Regions from separate parts of the Sus scrofa genome. Here region 1 is linked to region 2. Evidence: chromatin contacts called from public Hi-C data. All regions are on one chromosome and are shown on one strand. Each heading gives the region's core, a stretch centred on a gene start, on an enhancer-like site or on the middle of the called end of the contact. The rest is flanking DNA. Distances are from core to core; before and after follow the strand shown.

Region 1 (7,379 bases), core at 2,595-5,094, 73 kb before region 2:
ACTAATTACTCCAAATGCTAGGCCATTATCCTCACTTTAAAGGATAGGCCACTAAACTGGCCTAAACTGAGGGAAACCATTCCTTCCAGCTCCTGAAGATTGGACTCCTGTGTGTTTATTTCCAGGCTTGTTGGTCTAGAACTTGTTGGAAATTTCAAAAAAAGAAAAGCATTCTCTATCTAATAATAAAATGTGACACACAGATACAAAATCTCACAGCAGCTATTTCCTTACTTATAAAGCAGGAAAAGACACATTTCTCCTCCACAAAGCCTAAGCTCAAACTCAAAATTTTCAGTTAGTTCCAAGACTCACTATAAATTTAGTGATACGTCAAGAAGTTTTGTGCCAGAGATAAACATATGTTTATTATATGCTTATTAACATGATTCAGTGCTCAAAAATGAAGTTATTACATTATCTGCATGCAAACTAGGGGGACTGGGATGCTAGATGACTTAAATTTTGAAAAACAGTCCCAGTTTAACTGGGTTTTTTTTAGGTTCTTTATTTACTGAACTGACATTCTTAATACTTTGCTTGGATATTCTTTCTACATATCCAATATTAACTCCTACCAGATAAATGAAGTCTTTTAATTCTGCTTTTAAAAGAAAAAACTCTCCATGTCAGTTATTTGTCCAACTGCTTTCCATGCCTCTACAGAAAAGGACAAAGTCTCAAAACTGTGATCCTGTCAGCACTCCATCCTTCCCTGAGCATGGAATATTTTGCTTGCTCCTATGTGGCCTTTTCTCTGACAGAATGTTATGAGTAAAGAATCCTCAATAATAGTTTAGCTCTCTAAGAAAGTAGGAGGGACAATTATCAGAACATTGAAAGAGTTTACAATGAACTTTAAAAAATAACTTCAGGGGAAGTTCTATCACGGCTCAGTGGTTAACGAACCCAACTAGCATCCATGAGAACACAGGTTTGAGCCCTGGCTCAGTGGGTTAAGGATCTAGCGTTGCCATGAGCTGTGGTGTAGGTTGCAGACACAGCTCGAATCCCGTGTTGCTGTGGCTGTGGCACAGGCTGGTGGATGCAGCTCCAATTCGACCCCTAGGAACTTCCATATGGCAGCGCTAAAAAAAAAAAAAGAAAAAAAAAGACAGAAAAAACTTGAGGGAGGTCCATGGCTCAACAGGTAAAGGTTGTCACTGTTGAGGTTTAATCCCTGGCCCAGGAACTTATTTATTTATTTTGCTTTTTAGGGCTGTACTCATGGCATATGGAAGTTCCAGGTCAAAATGGACCTGTAACTGCCAGCCTACACCACAGCCACAGCAACTTGGGATCAGAGCCGAGTCTGTGACTTACACCACAGCCCACAGCAAGGGCGAACCTGAATCCTCATGGATACTAATTTCTATTTCTTCTTTTTCTGCTGCTGCTTTTTTTTTTGCTACACCCTCGGCATGTGGAAGTTCCCAGACCAAGGACTGAACTGTGCCACAGTTGCAGCCTGTGTCACAGTTGTGGCTTGTGCCTCTTTAACCTGCTGCACCACACAGGAACTTCCAGGGATCTATAATTTCCTTTCTTTCTTTTTTTTTTTTTGTATTTTTAAGGCTGCTCCCATGGCATATGGAAGGCTAAGGGCTGAATCAGAGCTTCAGCTGCCGGCCTATACCACAGCAACAAGGGACCCGAGCTGCATCTAAGACCTACATCACAGCTCATTGCAACGCCAGATCCTTAAACCACTGAGCAAGGCCAGGAATCAGTGAGAGTCCTCATGGATACTAGTCAGGTTCATTACCACTGAGCCATGATGGGAACTCCCAGAGATCTATAATTTCTTAACTACCATTCCTATCACAACTTCTATAGCAAGTAATATGTATGAATATGTATCACTGGCATATAATTTATACTATTCTTACTGCTCACTAATACAACCTTTCCCCCAGTCCCTGAATGAGGACTCCACCATCCCAAAACATATCAAGATTATAGTTCTAGAGGTCCTGCAGTGGTGCAGTGGGTTAAGAATCCGACTGTAGTGGCTCTGGTCACTGCAGAGGTGTGGGTTCAATCTCCAGCCCAGGGCACTGGGTTAAAAGATCTGTTGTTGCTGCAGCTGTGGCTTGAATTCAATCCCTGGCCCAGAAATTTCCATATGCCATGGGTATGGCTATAAGAATTTTAAACATTTTTTAAAAAGGTTATAGTCCTACACATTTGTATGCAAGTATATATATTTATATATTTTATAAGCTTATTATAAATAAATAATGTGTATTTACATACAAATGTAAAAGACCATGTATATATTTGTCTTTTCAGGGCCAAACCCAAGGCATATGGAAGTTCCAAGGCTAGGGGTTGAATCGGAGCTGTAGCTGCTGGCCTACACCACAGCCAGAGGAATGCAGAATCCCAGCCACCTCTGCACCCTACACTACAGCTCCTGCAACACAGATCTTTAAATTACTGAGTGTGGCCAAGAATCAAACACAGGTCCTCATGGATACTAGTCAGGTTTGTTACTGCCGAGCAACAAGGGGAATTCCTATATGTAAATATATTAAATCAGAAACAATGTTCTGCTTTGCTCTGATGTCATTATTTCATCTTCAAAATAGAAATCACTTAATTGTAGGAAATGGTTCTTATTCTGTCTTCCCCACAGAGACTGAGAAAGAGCCTTGTACTCAGATCTAGTTTGTCTTGCTGATGCTTTTGGACAAATCTCTTGCTGTCACCTTTATACACTCCTTTGGACTTCTCTTAGCAAGAAAATAATTCCTTTTTAAGTCTTTTTAAATTTATCAGTTTCCCCTACTTAATCGCTTAATGTTGCTGAATTAGTGGGCCAGAAGCACAACTGGAAAAAGATCACTAGATGTCATCCCCACACCTTGTGATGACATAAAAAGTTTACCCAGTGCCCGGTTCTTTCAAAGTAACACTCGGAGAACAAGAGTCAGGAGTCTCTGCTGCAGGGTGTAGCACAAGGATAGGAAACAACGCGGAAGGAACTTTAAGACTGTCACGGACAGGTCATGCCAAGGAAAGATTTTGCTAGAAGCAGACAACACCCACTGTGGTCTAGATACTAGCGATGCAGAGATGTCCCTGGCCGGACGCGATGTGGGCCCTCCTCCGCTCTCATCTACCACTCTGCACAGCACACGCCGAGACAGGAAAGGACCGACAGGAGGGGCGACTAACAGGCTCGACGCTAAAGGGCTTCTGGACAGCGCTCTCTGAGCACCAAGTGACGACTGAAACGAAGCACAAAAGAAGGGAGACGCCTGAAGAGAAGGAAAGATTCAGGCGATGGATGGGGCTGTCTGACACGTCCGGGAAAGGAACGGACTTGTTACTGGATGCGGGGGGAAGGCAATGAAGCCGATGAGCTCAGCGTGGGGCAGGATAACCCCACAGGGAATGATCAGTGGAGGCCGGGGGTCAGAGCGAGAGGGGAAAAGTGCGGCCTGAAGGCGGAAGCAAACACCAGCAGGAGCCCACGGCTCCCAGAACCCGCGTCAAAGCTTCTCAGCGCCCTCCCTAGGCGGGCCCCCCTCCTCCCTGCCTCCCCCTGCTCGCCCGCTGACCAAACGAGTTGAGAAAGTCTGCGATTTTCTTGATGCTGCTGGTGATGACTTCAATGTACTCCCGGTTCGCCCAATCCTGGTGAATCTCCCGCTGCACGGGATCCTCTTGGCCTGCCATGGCTGCAGCTGAAGGAAGCGCGACTGCGCACGCGCCTCGACCCTCCAGGCCTCCAGTGCGCCGACGCAGCCAGCCCACGCCCATGCTCGGTTGGCCACAAATCCACAGGCTTCGTGATGCGCCTGCGCATTGTCAAGTCCCCGCCAGCGTCTTCGCTCTTCTCCCACACCCCGGAAAACGGTGGCCGCAAAACCGGCTTGGAGAATGGAGTGCGCACGCACTCAGAGCCCCCCCCGTCCCCCCTCAGTCACTGGCAGTTTTGGTCGTTAGGGGGCGCGTGAGCCCGCATCAACCCTAACTTCAGGCGCTCCAAACTGAGATCTCTGACCACAATAAGCTGGGCAATGCCAATTAAACCACAGAAAACACAAGTCATTTCAAAAATGCCTTTTAACAACACATGATGCCCACCTTGCATTTATCAAATGAACAAAAGGTTATTTTTTTAAACTATAATACTTAGAGATGAAGAGGCTGGCTGAAGGGAAATGGGAAAATTAGTAAATAGCTGGTCATACTGTAAGCTGGCAAGATCTATTCAGAAGGAAATTTAATAAAGTCATTGGTGGAGTTCCCGTTGTGGCTCAGCCGTAAGGAACATGACTAGTATCCATGACGTGGATTCCATCCCTGGCACTAGCTCAGTGGGTTAGATAGAGCTGCAGAGTCTTTGATCTGATGGCTGTGGTCCAGGCTGGCAGCTTACAGCTTTGATTCGACCCCTAGCCTGGGAAGTCCACATGCCTTGGGATGCGGCCCAAAAAAGACAAAAAAGAAGAGCTCATTGGAAAAGAGAAAACACTTTGAGCACAATGTTCTTAAAGGCATCATTCATTTAAAAAAACAAATCTCAACTGTTGGGGAATGGCTAAATATCAGTATAGTCACTTAGAGCAATATTATGAGGTCATTTAAATGTCAATTATGGCAACAGAACACACATGCTAAAGTGAAGAAGAAAACAAAATACAAAATTTTTTCTTTTCTTTTTTTTTGGTGGGGGAGCCCGCACCCCTGGCATATGGAGGTTTCCAGACTAGGGGGTCTAATCAGAGCTGTAGCTGCCAGCCTATGCCACAGCAATGCCAGATCAAAGCAGCGTCTGCAAACCTACACCACAGCTCACGGCAACAATGGATCCTTGACCCGGTGAGCAAGGCCAGGGATCTAACCCGAAACTTCATGGTTCCTAGTCGGATTCGTTTCTAATGTGCCACGATGGGAATTCCTTTTTCTTTTTCTTTTTTAACAATTTTAAAAAATATTTTGTCTTTATTTATTTAGTCTTTCTGCCATTTCTTGGGTCGCTCCCACGGCATATGGAGGTTCACGAGGCTAGCGGTCGAATCCGAGCTGTAGCTGCCAGCCTACGCCAGTGCCACAGCAACATGGGATCCGAGCGGCGTCTGCAACCTACACCACAGCTCACAGCAACACCGGATTGTTAACCCACTGAGCGAGGCCAAGAACCGAAGCCGCAACCTCATGGTTCCTAGTCGGATTCGTTAACCACTGCGCCACGATGGGAACTGTCTTTATTTTATATAATGATATTTTTTCCATTATAGCTGGTTTACAGAGTTCTGTCATTTTTTCTACTGTACAGCATGATGAACCATTGTCTAACAATTTTTAATCATATAATTTTGCTTTGCAGACTTTCATTAAAAAAAACTCAACTGCACAATAAAAACTTTTGTCTCTGATTCAAGAGAAAATAAAGGAGTTCCCATTGTGGCTCAGCAGTAACAAACCCGACTAGTATCCATAAGGATACAGGTTTGATTCCTGTCCTCGCTCAGTGGGTGAAATATCCAGCATTGCCATGAGCTGTGGTGTAGGTCTCAGACACAGCTTGGATCCTGCATTGCTGTGGATGTGGTGTAGGCCGGCAGCTGCAGCTCTGAATCGACCCCTAGCCTGGGAACTTCCATATGCTGTGCTAAAAAGACTAAATAAGTAAATAAATAAATTAATTAAATAAACTTACTAGGGAAAAAACCAGTAGTTCAAAATCATTTTAGTCTTTTCCAAGACTCATCAGTCTCTGCCCCTCTCCATTTTTCTGCCTCAGCCTCCCACTCTCTCCACTGATCTCTCCTTCCACAGGCACATGCACACAGTGGACACCTGACAATTCTTGACAAGTCCCTCCAGACTATCAGATCTTCCAAACTAGAATCTTATCCTGACACCACATCCCCAGGCTCCCAGTCTCCTCCCCTTGGCTTCATCCAAAGAGCCAGACAAAAAGGTGACTGCTCATAAAGCACCAGGGCAATTTCTGGGTTTGTAAGCTAAGGGCAGGTGGGCCATTAGTTAATTTGTTCTTTTTGAGATTTAACAGGAAGCAGAGCAAAGTTTTTGGCCAGGAAGTCAGGGAGAGACATGAATCTTTCTTCTTGCTCTTGACAGGTTAGCATTTATAAACTGTCTCCTAGTGCCTGGATCTTTCCAGTGCAGCAGCAAAAGACTTTGGAACTCTGCGCAAGTCAGCCTGAACCCCCAGAGCAGGGTTTAAAGACTAGAACTTACTCCCCCTCTTTTTTTTTTTTTTGGTGGTGCTCAGGGCATGCGGAAGTTCCTGAGCCAGGGATAAGAACCTGCACCCTAGCAGTGACACCACCAAATCCTTAACTGCTAGGCCGCCAGGGGAACTCCTGGAGCTTACTTTTTGACACTAACTATAGCTCCAGGAACACATGTAGATTCCAGGCCAGTCTTTGGAGTAGGCCCTCTTCTGCCAAATCAAAGGCACAGATCAACTGCCAAAGGGGAAGAGAGGGGGTGGGGGTCCAACTGGCACTGCTGAAGGCTAAGGCCCGGGCCAAGTGTTCCAGGGAGGTGGGGGCTCCCAGCGGGGCTCCTCGAGTCCCCCACCCCACCCCCACCCACCGCGTGCTTTCCGGGTCACAAAGGCGGTTGCCAGGCGCCCGGTGGAGAAAAGATGCGGCCTGGAAACAGCGGCCGCCACTCTGGAGCGTGTGGCCCTCGGAGTTCAGCAGGTGAGCCCCTGGCCCGGATGGTGGGACCGGCCTGGGCTCTCACCACCACCTCCGCTAGCCCTCTGTCCCCGCCCCCGGGTAGGGACCCCCGGGGACAGCCCACTCTCCTGGCCGGAAGGGGAAGCCTTCCCCACTCAGGGTAGCTCCAGCCCCTTGGGATCGCAGTTCACAGTTCACAAGAACCTCAGGGGTACTTAAGACGCTGTCTTCCACTTTCCCAGATGGGGAAATCAGGATGCGGGTCCTCGGAGGGGGACTGGTACCAAGGGGAAGACTTTTTAGCCAGAACCAGGTGTTCCCCATTTGGGAGCTACTAGAGCTGCTTGAACAGACTTCCTAGGTTCAACCCCTCCTGGAGTGGATGATGGTGACTTCTGGAAGGTGGGAGTGGGGGTGTGAAATATCCTTATTTGAACCTTGTGACAAAGTGGTAGAAAGACCTGGGGTCAGAAGCCCTCTCTCATCCCATGTTGGTTCTGCTGAGTATTTAGGCTGGACATTTGATAAAGCCTTGTCCCCCTGCCCTGTTGCCTCTTAAGAGACAAAGGAGGAAAGGCTCCTGGGATTATGATCACATACTCAGAGGAGTTAACACCCTCCTCCACTGTGCCTTGGTGGTGTACCAGAGCAGTCCTGAGTTTAGGGTCATAATAACAAGCATTAGAAGCCTTTCATAGGCTGTTTGGAATA
Region 2 (6,887 bases), core at 3,473-5,972:
GAACGCCACACCAGTGTCTTTAAATTCCCAGTTCCTGAGGTACTGCTGGCAAAACCCAAAGTACCAGGGGAAAGTACATACTTTGGGATAAGAAGGATGTTTCCTCAGAGTCTGAAAGAGCTTCTTCTGGAAAACGATTTGATCCACAGCTATGAGGAAAGAAAACTAGATGGTCTCCAGAGTCTTTAACACTTCTTACCTTGTTTTACTTTCCCAAAGACCTAGGTTCCTGTCTGGTGAAACCAATAAGGATATTTTTAACCTAACTTTGAGCCAAATCTTATAAATCCACAGCAAAAGAGTTAGCTTTTATAAAGGATAGCTACTAAGTGTTCTAAAAAAAACAGGCCATAACCTTAGCTGGACAGAATAATCTGTGCCCACAAATCAGGGCCTTACATGGCTTTATAAGTTCTTTTCTGAAGTTACTCTAATACAGATCAGATTGTTCTCTGGTATTAATTATTTTTCACAAGAAAATATAATGTAATACTAGCATATAACATTTTTTCTTAAAAAAAAATTAGAAGTACTTTACTTAACACGCATTAATCAGGACCAAAAGAATAACGATATTCTCTAAAAAGCAATTTCAACTTCATCCTTGCCTCAGGACAGGTGGTATTTCTAATCTTCATTGCCCTCTAGAAAATCCATGATTCAAAAAAAAAGAAAATCCATGATTCAGTTCTGAGCCCTTTAAATATACCCAGAGAAAAGATTTAGATTAAAATAGTACCTAGTTGATTCTGACTCTCTCCTGTTTTAAGAATAAGTCCTGCTGTCTTAAGAAGCTTTACGAAGACACTGTCATTTTCCTCAACTTCATTATGAACATGAAATTTCTTTGTCTTTTTGGAAAGTGGTTGCTTCCTGGTTTCTGAAAACAGACAAAATTTTCAAGAATGTTACAAATAGTAAAGCAAAGATTTAAATGTAAACCCTAGAATAATAACCCTAAGAAAAAAGCTAAAAAAAAAAAAAAAAGGAGAAAGTTGATGGGTTCCTAAGGAATTATAGTGAACCTACTACTGTAGTGAAATACTGTTTCTCACAAGCGTCAGCAATATGGCCTCCAAACAAACAAATTAAACAATCACTGTGGAGTTCCCATGTTGGCTCAGCAGTAATGAACCTGACTAGTGTCCATGAGGACATGAATTTGATCCCTGTCCTTCTTCAATGTGTTAAGGATCTGGCATTGCCATGAGCTATGGTATAGGTCACAGATGCAGCTCAGATCCTGCATTGCTGTTGATGTGATATAGGCCGGCAGTTACAGCCCTGATTCAACCCCTGGCCTGGAAACTTCCATATGCCGAAGGTGCGGCCCTAAGAACACCAAAATAAATAAATAAATAAATAAATAGAATTATTATCACCTATTGAGTTTTCATTTGAACAATTTAAAATGTGCCACTTTTTTTTTTTGGCTACACCCTCCGCATGTGGAAGTTCCTGGACCAGGGTTCGAACCCATACCAAAATTGTGACCTACACCACAGCTGTAGCAACACCAGATCCTCAACCCACTATACCTCATGGCAACTTCCTAAAATGTGCCACTTCTAATGACAACCAGGGAAATGTTTTCCACCCAAATTCTAAAGCAGTCGGGATCTCTCATGTGGTCTACAAATCACCTCATTGGAATTACTTATTAAAAGCATAGTCTTAGGTCACGTTCCAGAGCTGCAGAAACTAAATCTTACGAATGGAGTCTGGGAATCTAAATTTTTAACACACTCTCCAGGTAATACTCCTGATGCACACCAAAGTTTGAAAACCAATGATCTAGATGCAGGGATAGAAAAAATGAGGCAGGTTCTCCTACATCACATTTTTGACTACAAAGCCCAGAATGGTTTTATCCCAAAGCTTTTGACCCAGAGAAGTCATAAAACGTAAGCAAACAAAAAGGTTCTTAATGTGTGATTATGTACTCTTCTCCGTCAATGATATAACAAGTTAAAAGTGCCCTAATAGACTAAATGAGTATGATAAATGAAAGACCCCTTCTCAGTGGAACTCTCAGGGCTGTCAACTACATTCTCATATGGACAGTCTCTTTCTTTGCCTCTGATGTGCCAGCTTTGATACATATGATGCTTTTCCTTTATATACCCCTATCATAGCATTTAACTAGATCATAAATTTTTTTAAGGGAGGTAAGGAGACTATGTGTCCAGCACCTAAAACATGGACAATACATAAGCTCTTATGTATGTAGATTCCTTTTATGGATGTGGAGACTGAAACTCACAGCCTACCACCATGGCCAAAGTCATTCGTGGAATGAGAGGCAGAAATTTAATCTCATATCTCCTGATACTAGATTCTGTGTGCTCTGTTAAGCCTTGGTGACTCCCAGCACTTGAAAGCAGGAAATTTAACCTCCCTTTTAGTACCTCGCATATTTGCTACAAGAAATAAAGCAAAAATGACTACACACTTACCAGAGGCATCTTCTGTCAGGCTCTCTTTATCCTCAGATCTTGACTGTCTTCTTTTGGAAACCATTTTGATCAAAGTCTTCCTCAGTTAAATTTCAAGAGCAAAATCAGAGAAAAGAAGTTAACCCCAAAGAACTGAATAAATTCTGAGAAGTTAAAGCTATAGCTCTAAGAAAGCTACTCTATCCAAAGCCAAACACTTTATAAGAATGCTCTCTGAGAAAACTTCAACTCCTACATCTGGTCAATACTCCCTTGCTTTCAAGATTGGTTTATCTAGTTGCCTCCTTAGTCAGGCCACTTCCCTCTTGTTGAAGGATAAAACCCACAGTTCTCTATATAACATTTAAGATCTTTCACCATCTAGGAGTCCCCACTGTGGCACAGTGGATTAAGAATCTGTGGGGATTATGATCATTATACAACTACAGATGTGATAAATTCATTTGAGTAATAAAAAAAAATAAGATGTTCAGCACAACATAAAGCACAAAAAAAAAAAAAAAAAAAAAAAAGGAATCTGTGGGGATGCGGTTAGATCCCCAGCCCAGAACAGTGGGTTAAAGATCTGGTGTTGCTGCAGCTGTGGCATAGGTCACAGCTGCAGCTCAGATTCAATCCCTTGTTGGAATTTCCATATGCTGTGGGTGCGGCCATACTAAAAAAAAAAAGAATGTTCACCATCTAGGGTACTATGAGAAAATTAGTCTAATTGAGAGTGATGAAGAAAAACAGCAAGAATTTCTCAGGGATAATCTCTTTGAGAAAGTGATTTTGAAGCAGCACCCTGAAGTTGAAAGCTGAAATAAGAGATAGCCAGTAGAAGAGGTATGAGAAGAGTGGTCCAGGCAGAGAAAAACTCAACAGAGAAACAGGAAGGAGAATGTAGAGTCAGAAATGAGCCTGCAGAGGTAGAGGAGGGTCTGAACCACAGGGACTACTACTCTATTTTGCAAACCAGAACCTTCCTGTCTCAGTGTTTTTGGATAAGGTGTTCTTTCCAACTGAAATGCTCTTATCTGCCTGTAAATTACTCCACCTCCTTAAAGACTCAGTCAAAAGCCATCTTCCTTGAAGAGTGTTCCTCCTATTCCCAGGGAGTTTACCACTCCAGCTTCCCTGATCCACAGAGATGTGTGGGAGCCCTTACCGCCAGGCTCTTTGAGAGCAAGAACCTAGTGTCACTTATCTCGGTATCCCTTGACCCCAGCACAGCACCTGGCATTAAAAACTTCCAAGAATATTTGCTAAAGGAGAATGGCTGGCAGGAAGGTAACTACTAACAGCTAGCAAAAACTATTTTAAGTGCTTTATGTTTAATACTTCATTTATTCCTCATAAAACTTTTTTTTTTTTTTTTTTTTGGTCTTTTTGCCATTTCTTTGGGCCGCTTCCGCGGCATATGGAGGTTCCCAGGCTAGGGGTCAAATCGGAGCTGTAGCCCCTAGCCTACGCCAGAGCCACGGCAACGCAGGATCCGAGCCGCGTCTGCAACCTACACCACAGCTCACCGGCAACGCCGGATCCTTAACCCACTGAGCAAGGGCAGGGACCGAACCCGCCACCTCATGGTTCCTAGTCGGATTCGTTAACCACTGCGCCACGACGGGAACGCCATAAAACATTTTGAAGTAGATACCATTATTATTCTCACATTGAGTGGCAGAGCTGGGGTTCCAATTTAGCAATCCGGCTCCAGAATTTGACTCTTAACTACCAACTACACGTACTCTTGATTATAATAATGGCTTCCAATAAAAGTTAATATCCGCTACATACCAAGCACCATGCTAAGCGTATTCTTTATCCGTGGCCTCGTTTACTACTTATAAACACTACCAGCCATTCTGCAGACGGAAAAACTAAAGTAAGTCAGGCCGTCTGATTTCTGCGCACACATCTTTAACACGTGCTAACCCATCACGCTTCCAGAAAAGTCTGAAAGCCGAGGAGATAGGGCGGGCTGCCCGGACCAATTCGGTAAATCCCTCCTTATTTCGTCATTTTAACGACGCAGCAAGGTATCTGGGGGTGGGGGGTGGGTACTGGCACGCGACAAAGGAAGCTCAGGTTTGGGGCTCGAAGCCTCAGAGGGAAAAGCCGCGCTCGGCGGGGGCCTTGGGACCAGACCACAGGGCAAGGGACCTCGAGGGACAATGACCGCTGCTCCACTTACCCGCCAAGAAGTCACCGCCCTAGGCTTCGACTTTCCCGCCCCGCACGCCGCCACGCCAACGCCACCGGAGCGCGCCTGGCCGTTACGTCAAACTTCCGCGCCGGAAGTGGGCGGGCCAGTGGCCCGGCCTGGGGGAAGGGAGTGAGGGCCGAGGCTACCGTGGTGGGTCCCCCGCCAAGCTGGTTAAGGGGAGTGAGAAGGCCCGGAGACTAACTCGACGAGAAACCCCGCGCCCCGGGAAAAAGAAACCCGGCTACACCCGCAGGCCGCCGGCGCTCTGTGAAGATGGCGGGGCCTGAGCTACTGCTCGACTCCAACATCCGCCTCTGGGTGGTCCTGCCAATCGTTATTATCACCTTCTTCGTGGGCATGATCCGTCACTACGTGTCCATCCTGCTGCAGAGCGACAAGAAGCTCACCCAGGAACAAGTCTCTGACAGGTTAGCGCCCTCCCTTCTCCGGCGATCCTACTCTCCTATGACCTTGGGCAAGAAAATGTAGGGGTTATGTTAGTTTGCCGGGGTTTCTCATCGCCCCCCCCCACTACCTCAGTGTTCTTTGGCTGTGTGTTTCACTTTCCTCATCTGCAAAAAGAGGATGATAACAGGACATGCCCCATAGAGCAGGCGTGGGGATTAAATTTTAGATGATGTCTATGGAGACTTTATCATAGACTTGGGGCATGGTAGTTGTTCAATAAAATGTTGCTCTTAATATTATTAGGCTAGTGGCCAACCCTCGGTGGTCTTATCTATGAACTCTTAATCAAAAAGATAGGTGTGATTATACTTCTTTTACCAAACTACTGTGGTGGTCAGCTTTCCAAGTGCTTTGCAAATGTAAAACTGTCATAGAGATGTGAGGAGATGTAATTAATCATTTCCCTTCCTGGAGTGGAGACAACATCTTCCTCATGTGCTTCATGACTGTATCTACCTGTGTCAAGAAGTAATTTGAGAGAATTTAGGTGATATCCAGACATGTGTCCACTCCATATCAAATTAAAAAATTTTTCAGTTAATCGTTCTGATTATTTTGAGACCAACTCAGGCGAATGCTACCATGTCTTTAACACTTTCCTATCACATATTAATCACATTTTAACAAAGAGCAAGCCTTAGGTTCAGAACTTTGCCCAGGTAACAATATCTAGCTGAAAGTTAATAATGTTCTTTTGTTTTTATTGCAGTTATGTTAACATTTATTTTCTATGTGTGGCAAACAATACTGGTGTTAAGCCATGTTGCTGGTAATTGAAAGACTTCTAAAACTTATATAAGTAGGAAAAGTTGATATATAAAAAAATATTAAGTTTTTAGTAGTACAACTGCTTGGTAAATAAGACAAAAACCATAATCATGGAATGGGAATAACTGAAGTTTGGAAAGCACTGCTTTATCATTTTCAGTTGTGCCTCCCAATTCAGTTGAGAATAATCATAAACCAGTACTTATTAAACACTTATTTTCTGCTAGGCATTATGCTAAGCACTTATATTCATTAACATTTAAAATTCAGAGCAGTTCTGTGAGGTAGATGCTATTCAGTTTTAATAGAAACTGAGGCTTAAGAGGATCCAAAGTCACACATGGTGACATTCAGGACTTGAAGCCAAGTTTTTTGGTTCCCATGTCTGGAGCTCTTTCCCCTGTACCACAGCAGCTACTTCAGTTATTTTTCTGTGGCATCAGTTTCAGAACTGATCAGAACTAACCTCCTGGAGATAATCTTAAGAAGTCAGTTCACCACAGAAAGGAAGGCTATAGAAAGATATAAAATGACTGGAGTTCAGACATTCAGCATTGTTTAATTACTGACACCAATAACTGTTTTCCTTTTATCCCCACAGTAACACTAAGATAATCCTGAATCCCCTGAAGAAAAGGAAGCCCAGAGAGGTTAAGTGGCCTCCCCAAAGTAACCAAAATAGTAAAATACTGTGCCTGTAATTAAATCCATATGAGACTCACTTCCAAATTAAATTCTCTTGCCCACAATAACTGCTGTCACAGATTTTTCTGCCATAATTTTCTGCTCTGGGTTCACCATGTGATTTCAGAGTGATGTTTCTGAATGATATCAGACTCAAAGCTCCTTTTTCTAACTCAAAATGAAATTCACAGTTGGTACAATCTACACACAAGGTGGGAGTTTTTTGTTTTTTGCTTTTTGAGGCCACACCCACAGCATATGCAAGTTCCCAGGCTAGAGGTCTAATTGGAGTTAGAGCTGCCGGCCTACACCACAGCCACAGCAAT

What was found. Hi-C and Micro-C count contacts between places; a contact is called where the count stands out from the background.
Region 1: a Hi-C map of skeletal muscle shows a contact between it and region 2, with 5 times the contacts expected there. The contact joins the promoter of BRK1 here to the promoter of FANCD2 in region 2. A contact is called at or near these places in 5 of 47 Hi-C or Micro-C datasets (brain, epiblast stem cells, heart right ventricle and 2 more) and 2 of 2 datasets of contacts at active chromatin or transcription factors (alveolar macrophages and skeletal muscle).

What each region holds. Positions count from the first base shown.
Region 1 is chr13:66,311,903-66,319,281 of Sscrofa11.1, reverse strand. BRK1 (protein BRICK1) reads right to left here and starts at 3,844. Exons shown (of 3, transcript XM_003132361.5): 1 at 3,567-3,844. The coding sequence starts at 3,768. FANCD2OS (FANCD2 opposite strand protein) reads left to right here and starts at 6,317. Exons shown (of 2, transcript XM_021069317.1): 1 at 6,317-6,689. The coding sequence starts at 6,632.
Region 2 is chr13:66,239,786-66,246,672 of Sscrofa11.1, reverse strand. FANCD2 (Fanconi anemia group D2 protein) reads right to left here and starts at 4,722. Exons shown (of 44, transcript XM_021069313.1): 1 at 4,630-4,722; 2 at 2,457-2,532; 3 at 740-880; 4 at 82-149. The coding sequence starts at 2,520. It overlaps EMC3 (ER membrane protein complex subunit 3), which reads left to right and starts at 4,710. Exons shown (of 8, transcript XM_003358517.4): 1 at 4,710-5,069. The coding sequence starts at 4,915.